Linked DNA regions of Cricetulus griseus: regions 1 and 2 are each linked to region 3. Evidence: chromatin contacts called from public Hi-C data. All regions are on one chromosome and are shown on one strand. The core of a region is the stretch at or near the end of the contact, and the rest is flanking DNA. Distances in the headings are between cores, read along the strand shown.

Evidence for each region. A called contact is a pair of places that touch in the nucleus more often than the background predicts.
Region 1: a Hi-C map of fibroblasts shows a contact between it and region 3, with 11 times the contacts expected there. The contact joins the enhancer-like site here to the promoter of Bcl6 in region 3. A contact is called at or near these places in 2 of 8 Hi-C or Micro-C datasets (the CHO-K1 cell line and fibroblasts).
Region 2: a Hi-C map of the CHO-K1 cell line shows a contact between it and region 3, with 12 times the contacts expected there. The contact joins the promoter of Lpp here to the promoter of Bcl6 in region 3. A contact is called at or near these places in 3 of 8 Hi-C or Micro-C datasets (the CHL-YN cell line, the CHO-K1 cell line and fibroblasts).

Annotation. Positions count from the first base shown.
Region 1 is chr4:64,469,617-64,472,430 of CriGri-PICRH-1.0, reverse strand. The region is part of intron 4 of Lpp (lipoma-preferred partner); the gene reads left to right. Among named protein-coding and RNA genes, the nearest start is that of Lpp, 100 kb to the left of the region's middle. Within about 2 kb of position 1,455, at least 2 of the 6 cell types and tissues checked have open chromatin away from gene starts, as enhancers often do. A contact at or near this core is called in the CHO-K1 cell line and fibroblasts, where this site is marked.
Region 2 is chr4:64,573,878-64,576,577 of CriGri-PICRH-1.0, reverse strand. It overlaps Lpp (lipoma-preferred partner), which reads left to right and starts at 1,394. Exons shown (of 14, transcript XM_035444681.1): 1 at 1,394-1,514. It overlaps LOC118238798 (a long non-coding RNA gene), which reads right to left and starts at 1,584. Exons shown (of 3, transcript XR_004769960.1): 1 at 675-1,584; 2 at 1-41.
Region 3 is chr4:64,972,615-64,975,314 of CriGri-PICRH-1.0, reverse strand. It overlaps Bcl6 (B-cell lymphoma 6 protein), which reads right to left and starts at 1,282. Exons shown (of 10, transcript XM_027412960.2): 1 at 1,157-1,282. It overlaps LOC107977773 (a long non-coding RNA gene), which reads left to right and starts at 1,502. Exons shown (of 4, transcript XR_004769969.1): 1 at 1,502-1,817.

The DNA.
Region 1 (2,814 bases), core at 206-2,705, 500 kb after region 3:
ACTTTGTGGAAGTTGTTGTGGGGCAGGTTTACACTAAGCAAATGTAGCCTTTCCGTGGTGTTGCCCACAGCCTGCTTTGTGGGAGAAGTGGGTCCAGCTGGTCCCACCGCTTCCTCACACTGCACAAGATGGAACTGGAGCCAGTAAGTGGATGAAGTCCCTGGCTATCACAGCTAAAGATGTAGAAGAAATGGAATTGTAGAACCCTGGCCCTAGGGTCAACTGGCTATCTGCCTGTGAGACAATGGAAGATTTCAAATGTTCTTCATCCTTGTGGATATGGCAGTCTGTTGTTATCAAGGCTATAGTCTCATCATAAGCATTTGTGACTTACTGCTCTTTTGGTTATAGTCAAAGTTGACCTCTCTCCATTTCCAAAGCATGTTTCCCACATGAGCTAAAGGGACTTTCTTTGCTCCTTGACAGTTGTCCAGCCTGTGGTTATTACTATCACATTGGCAGCTGCTAGCCCAAGCTTGTATATCCCAGGAACTGTGGAAAGTTACTGCTCTGAGAAAATCATAGTGGCTTAGGAATACATCTTCTCTTTGTTGAGGACTCTGCAGAAACTACATTTCTATGTTACAGTTCACTCTCCCTAGAGCAGCCACCTGGTCCTGGGATGAAGGGGAAGACAAAGATGAGGCTGTGTAAGCAGAGGAATTTGTCCGGAGAGATGGGGAGATAAGAGATGTTTGATCAGCTGAAGCTCTGTCAGCACTCACTCTGAATCATGATGCTTCATTCTTTGGGATCTTCGTTTCTCTCTCTGGCAAGGAAAGCTGTGATCAGTCCTAGAAAGTTTCTTCTAGCCTTAAAGCCATAACTCAGTGTGTGCCTAATTTGTTCCTTTATGTCTCATATTGTCCCTTCTTGCTCTCCTCTGCAATACCAAGTGGATCAACTTACACCAGATTGCTGTTACTCTCTTTAGCACCAAAAAGACCCCAAACAAAGCCATGCGTTTGTGTTGTGTGTATACATGGATGGCATCAGTGTAAAAACCAAGGGCAGATTCTTCAGTGTAGCATTTGACTTCCTTTCTTTGCCTAGTTCCAACTGATGGTGCTAGTGGCAGGTAACCATTTGCTTGAGTGGGTGGTACCATCTTTAAATTGAGCAAACTATAAGCCCTTTGTACTATAGAGGTAGGAGTGTAAACAAAATGAGGAAACAAACACTGTGGCATGGCAGCCTCTGGGCCAGGACTGGAACTGAAGGGTAAGGAGCAATCACCATTTCTGGGATTCTGAAGCAGACTCTTCAGAGAGTTCAGAGGGACACATAGGGACACCGAGACCTGTGTATCTTCTGCTTCAGCAAAAAGCATAAATTTTAATGGTTACAAATGCTTGAAGCTATTATGAGAAAACCACAGGAAAGACCAGTCATATAAACAGTAATAATTTATTGACCGTGACTAATCCTTTAGGGAATAAGATATGTGACGTAGGCCTTGCAAGCGCTTTACAGTGGACTAACCCCTTCCATCCTCATTAATTCATCGGATCCCTGTAACTTGTCCATAAGGTGGCAGGCTTAGGAACATTACCTTCATTTTACTAATGACCTCAGATAGAGTTGTTGGCAGGACAGATTATTGTGTTGTAGGCACCTACCCTTACTTATGTTTAAGGCTCAGCTCTCCTAGTGAAGCAGGATGAGGGCACACACTCAGCTGTATACACAGTAGAGGCAGGTAGGAGATGGTATTTAGTCTTGAGTCTTGTGAGCTATGAACCAGTTCTGTGGTTTGCAGGGCTATGTGTCAGTCAATTTCCTTTCACAGCTGAATTATCCTGGGCACCCTGCTGGACAATAGCACTCAGGAGGTCTGCTTGCTGACTGTTCACTCATGCATGCCTACTTTTACTTATTTAAGGCAACAAAGAACTAATCATTCTCCAAGTTTTATTTTGCACCAGGCTTTAGATGAGGTGCTGCTGCTCTTCATAAGTGAACCACAAATTCAAGGACTGGAAAGGACCTAAAAATTTATGTAATGTAAGTCGGTGGCTCTGCCTGGCCTGGAACACATGTAGACCAGGCTGGCCTTGAATTTGTAGCAGTCCACTTGCTCCTGACTGCCAAGTGCTGGGATTAGAGACAGATAGGAACTACCCCCCCCCCCCATGGCTTCCCCTGCCTCTGCTTCTGTGTTGTTGTTAAAGACAAGGGCTCCTTATGTAATCTCATGTGGCTTCACGTTTGTCACCCTCCTGCTCCAGCCTCCTGACTGTGCAGGGTCACATTGTGGGCATGTGCCAGCATACCTGGGTTTGCTCTTGTCCTTCAGGTTCTTTTCCAGTGTTCATGTCTGGTGCTGGTTACAGCTTGACTGTTCAGTGAGGTACCTACAGTGGAGAGAGTAGCTCTATCCTTTAATATGTAGAGCTATGAATTCAATTCCTAATTTTCCCTAACAGGAACTCACAAAGACACAGCATGTTAGGAAAACCAGGCCTTTCTCTTAAACTCTGTTCTCTTCTTAAAGTGTTTCTTAGGTTCCTTTGTTCTTTCTGTCTCTGTGTCTGTCTCCTTGCTTCTCTCTAGTCAATCAAGTCTCATTTTCCTGAAGGTCCCTCTTCTCTGTTTTGAGACTTCCTACCCCAATCTGGAAACCAAAGACTGGAGAATTAAGCCTGTGTTTCCCCATTTGATACCTTTTTTTTTTTTTTTTTTTTTTTTTTTTTGGCAGTCGAATTATATCCACATAGTGGCTCAGGTTTTGAGTTATGTAGGAATGTGCTCTACATTTCTTCACATGGTATTCGAAACCTATTTACACTTTTCTTATAGCCACAGAGGGGAGAC
Region 2 (2,700 bases), core at 145-2,644, 400 kb after region 3:
GTGTGGGCTGAGGTGAGGCATTTCTTTTGTGTAGGGACAGGCTAGAAACACAAAAGGAGAAAATCAGAGGTTGTTTTGTTTGTGACAGGGTCCACACAGACCTACCTCCCTTGTGCTGGGATTAAAAGCTTTCAATACTGCGGGCCAGAGGGCCTACAAGTACCTCCTAGTCCATCTCTTAACGTAGTAAATGCGGTTCCCATCTTTGCTCACTTTTACAAGTATCAAAGGCCAAAAAAAAAAAAAAAAAATCCAACCCCAATCTTCCAAGAACAGGCCTGTCTTTATTCAAACCAGTTCACCCAGTTCGTGTATTTTCTTTTTTTAAGCTGCAAGAACTGAGCAAGTTTTCTGGTTTTCCGCCAGGGCAGGGTTGGGAAGCAAATTTTAAACTCCAAAGGTTCATTTCTTTGAACAAAGGACAGGAAGTGGCCCTGATTGCCATTGTTACTCAAGGTTTGTCAACCACAACCTTCCAGGAACTGGGGCTAGTCACTTCAGTGGGTGGTCGAGTCATCTGCCCAGGTCTAACTTGGTCTGAGCTCACAGCACCGAGCTTGGGTCCTGCCTGGAGGCAGGAACCCAGCTGGGAGTAGAGTATCGGATCTGCTTCTAGATCTGCACAGTGTACAGCTGGGTCAGGTCCCAGCTCCTGAGAGCTTCGGCGCTCTCACGTGTGAAGTGAACCGAAGTTGCTCTCTTCCATCCCGTAGTTCTGAGTTCTGCTGGAGTTCTGGGCGGGGCCCGGACGAGGCTCTTGGGGTGGGGGGGGCGATGAGGGTGGGGAGTGGGAGTGGGGGTGGTGTTCCATGGCAGGGTCTTCTCGCTCAAGCTCAGCCTTCCAACTTGTCGCCTGCAGAGCGGACCCGAGTGTGCCGGTTTCTCGACTTCCTCCTGCATCTCCTTCCTCTTCCTCCAGTGGAGGCAGATCCCTCTTTCCCTTCCTCTTCCCAAGCTCCCTGCACCCCCGCGTCCCCTCCTCCAGGAAGTGCACTGCCCAGGGTCGCCCACCTCGAGCGGGCGCTGCCCGCCGCGCCCCCTCCCCGCCCGGCTACTGCAGCGGCCCCGCGGGCACACGCCTCCCCATACCTTACATGGACAAATGCGTGCAGGCAAAGTCAGGAATTCAGGCCCCTGACGTCAGCCTCCAGCGCTCAGGGCACCGCACGGGAGACCGCGGGGAGGGGGGTGGGGAGGAAGGAGGGGGAGAGCACCAACCAGCAGCCGCTCCCGGCCTGCCGAAGTTTCACTTTTTGTCTGTGGGTTCGCTCCCGGGCCCTGCTCCGAGCTTTCCCGGGATAAGTAGCATTAGCGGCGGGAAAGAGCCGGCCGCTGCAAGGTAAGGGCCAGCAGCGGGGACCGGGCACGGGGAGGGCGCGGGCCGGGCGGAGCGGGCCGCGGCAGGCCGCGGGCCGGGACAATGGGAGGGGGGAGTGCCCGGCACCTCCTCCTCCGCCCGAGCCTCCGCCTCCAGCCGTCGCGGCCGCCGCTGCCCCGTCCGCCTCCTCCCCCAGGTATAGTAGCGAATGCTTCCTCCCGCAGCCTCGGCCCGCGGGCGCCGCTCAAACCCCCGATTTCCCCCGGGGCGGGCCGCTGCGGTGGCGGGAGCGCGGGACCGCCCTGCTCGCCGCGGAAGTGCGGGCTCCGGGGCCGGGAAGCGGGGTGTACGGCGTGGGGGAGGGGCGGGGTTGCGGGCGTCCTCCGCGAGAGCCCCCCGGCCCGGGCTTTTCTGGGTGCCCAGGGGGCGGGGCCGCACCCGTCTGCTTTGAGCTTTCGCGGAATCCCAGTTGTCACAGCGGAAAGGGCCTAGGGACCCGGTGACTCGAGAGTCTTCCCATTTTACAGTCGGGGCTGGCGAGGCACCCAGAGGCGGGCTTTCCTGGAAGTCATTCCTGGAAGGAGGAGCCCTGGTTAAGATAAGTGGTTCAGGACCCCTATTGCCTTTTTCTGTGAGCCGTTTTGGAGTCCCCACTGTTTTTAAGCACTGTAGGTTACTCGAGGCCAGACTTTGCCCCCAGGGAGAGCTCACCGGGAACGAGGAGCCAGACCTGACCCAAAGTAGGAAGGGCCAAATGCTGGGGAGAATGCGAAGATCAGGTTTTTTAGGGGGGTTCTCAGGAAGGAGCTTCATATTTCGGTCTCCATGAGGGGTCCAGAAATGGTTCTGGAGGGGGTGGGGTGGGGTGTGTGTGTGTGTGTGTGTGTGTGTGTGTGTGTGTGTGTGTGTGTGTGTGTGTTTGCTTGTGATTGACTGTTTTGAAGGATGGGGACTTTTCTTAAGTAAGAAAGGCAAGGCCTTCCTTGTCAGGGAGGCAACTGCAGACCAGAGAAAGCTAAATAAGAGTGAGGAGTGGACACTGCGTTGGTGGCTTGGGGTGGGAGTATGACAGGAGACCATAGCAGTGGAGTTGTGTCTTGGGTACTTGGACAGGGCAGTGTAAAATGCCTCTAGCCTCTTTTCTGTTTTAGAAGGGGTTCACTGCTTCCCCTCCCCCACAAGGAAGGCCTAGCAAGACCTCACCATGGATCCTTTCTGTGACTTTCTTAACAGACTCTTCATCGTTTGGTTTCTATACTTCCTACCCCCTTTGCAAGCTTGCCTCTGCAATAAAACTTTCTCTCCAAGATGTTAGTGACTTCATGGTTCACCATTCCCCTAACAGGCAAGTTTTCAGAGAACCTTTAGAGGAAGAGAGGGAA
Region 3 (2,700 bases), core at 33-2,532:
GGAATCTGAAGCTTGGAATCCGCTATAACCCAGGCCCATAGCTGCCTTTTTACACAGCTTGCACCAAGGGGGAAAAATGAAATTAAATTTAGGAAAGGGAGGGGAACTACCGCTGAGAGCCAACACAGTCACGCAGCACCCAAAATACAAACACCGCGGCCGCCAGAAATCCCGCCACCTCCCCGGAGCTCTGGGCTGGCTGGCTAAGATCCCCCGGGTCCCGCACGCTGAAAGCGCCGCAGGTGCAAAAAAACCGCGCACCCCTCTCCCGCCCACCCCCCAAAATCCCTGTCCCGCCTTCAAGCCTCCTTCCTCGGGCTGGGCAGACCGAGCGCACCCGGGTTCCCGACTGCCTCGACTCACAACCAAGAAAGAATAATTTTCAAAGTATTCAACATCCCTGCCCCCCCGTGCAAGCGAAGCCTCCCCCAAACACTCTTGTCTCTCCTTGGGAAGATCACGGCTCTCAAAGGAAACTGCAGACACGCTACTTCATCTGGCTTTATGACCAAAAAGAAAAGGGAAAATAAAACAACCAGCCGAGGAGTTGGCTTGCATTCCCCCCCATGCCGACTCCCGGCTCGGCTGCAAGGCAAGGGACTGTGCGGGGCCGGGGCCGGTGGCCGGCCGCCAACGCGGGCACCGGGAGAACTGAGCGGGGAGGGAGGCAGCGGCGGGGAAGGCAGTTTGCAAGCGAGCAGAGAAAGCAAGCCAAGCCGCGCGAAGCCAGCGGGGCCGCCGCGGTCCGCCCTCCCAGGCCGCGCAGCCCAGCGCCCGCCGCCCCGCGCCCCAGCGTCTCCAAACACCGAAACAACACCGGGCAGGGCGGCACAGCCTCCCCGAGGCGGCCGAGGCGCTCCAAGACAGCAAAAAAAGAAGAATACGTATGCGTAAAGCTAGATCCTACAGTGGGAGAGACGTGGGGCTGATCTTCGGCATTTATTTTAACACCTGACAGCTAGAATCAATAAATAGATACATTTATATCAATAGATACACATAGGAAACTTGGAGCCAAAGCATTTGGCAAAAGCGGAAAAAAAAAGAATTAAAAGGTAAAATCATGATCATGAGCAGCGGCGGCGGCAGCGGCACCAGCGGCAACAGCGGCGGCGGCGGCAGCGGCAGCGGCGGCGGCAGCAACAGCAATAATCACCTGGTGTCCGGCCTTTCCTAGAAACTTCTTGCATCACCACTTCTAAGAACCCCAGTTCTAAGAATCAACAGAGCTCAATTCTCGGAATTTGAGCTGCGGGCTTTACCACTGCTCCGCAGCAGGGGAGGACTCGGTGGCGGCGGCTAGACCCTCGGCGCCCTCCTGGCCGGCACACGGCCTCGGAGCCACGCCGCTGGCCACCATCCGGTGCCGATAGAGCTTCCCGCAGCACCGCCGCCCGGAATACCGAGGGTCCCACAACGGGCGAGCGCGACTAGCAGGCGACCCTCCCTGCCCCCAGCCGCCGATGGAACGGCCCGCTCCGCCGCCGTCACGTGGGCTCCTCCTCCGTGACGTCGCCGTCTTCGCTGTAGCAAAGCTCGGCCTCTGGAATTCTGAGAACTAATTTGCTATTCGGTGACATAAGAGGGGGAGTGCGCTTCGCTTTCCCGGGGTCTGGGGCTAATTCTTCCTCTTCTACCCATAAACTCGGCTCCTCGAGCTAAATACACAAAAGGGAGCGAGAGATTTGAGCCGTTGGAACAAGTATGTTAAGAGGCAGGTTTAGAGAGGCGAGTGAGAGAGAAAACAATAAATGCCACAGCTCCTTCCAGCTAGAATATTAGGCACCACGAGAAAAATATTTGCCAAGCAGTTTTCGGTGGGTTCATTTGTTTTCTTTTTATTTGGGACAAAGTGTGTGTGGGGGGGAGGTGAGGGCTTTTTTTATTTTCCTTTTGGGGTGGTGGCTTGGGATTGCTTTTTTTTGTTGTTGTTGTACTTTGATGATTTAGAGGATTTTTTTTTTTTTTTGCTTCTGATTTTTGCCTTTTGCAAGTTTGTGGTGTTATGTAAATCGTAGGAACGGTCACCCGTTGGTTTTATTGTCTCTGTGTTCTTTTCTTTCCCTTTTGAATCGCTCAGGCATTTAAAATATGCATTATTTCAACCCTAATACCATTGACAGAAGCTTAAATTTTTTGGCCACCTATGACAACCTCAACCTCCACTCCCCCCCAACACACACACACACACACACACACACACACACACACACACACACACACACACACACACACACACACACCGCCCTTGTGTAGTTTCCTTTTCCTCTTGGACTTTTACTGAAGGGAGGTTTTCCTGCACTTGAAAGAGATGTGTAGAAGGATTTGGTTTGGTTTGTTTCTTTCCAGGACAGCAAGTGGTGGGTTTACTTTTTCTGTTACTGTTGACTCTTAGGAAATTTCTTGATCTTAGAAATGTGTGTGGGGGTACGTGTTTGCTTGTCTGCTACAAGATTCTCTGAAGCCAAATACATGTTTGTGTTTTGCTTTTTCTTAAGGTCTTGAGCATATTTTTCCTACCCCCAACCCCCACCCCCGGTTCGTTTCAAGGTCGTTGGGGAAAAAAAATCTCTTCAGTATGTGTTGAAGGGATCAGCCTGAGGGAATTCTAAAGGCCTGGCTGCCAGGATCACAGATACTGCGCGTATTGAGAACAAGCTGTGCTACAACTAGGCGCACTGCACGCAGCCGGGTCTTCTC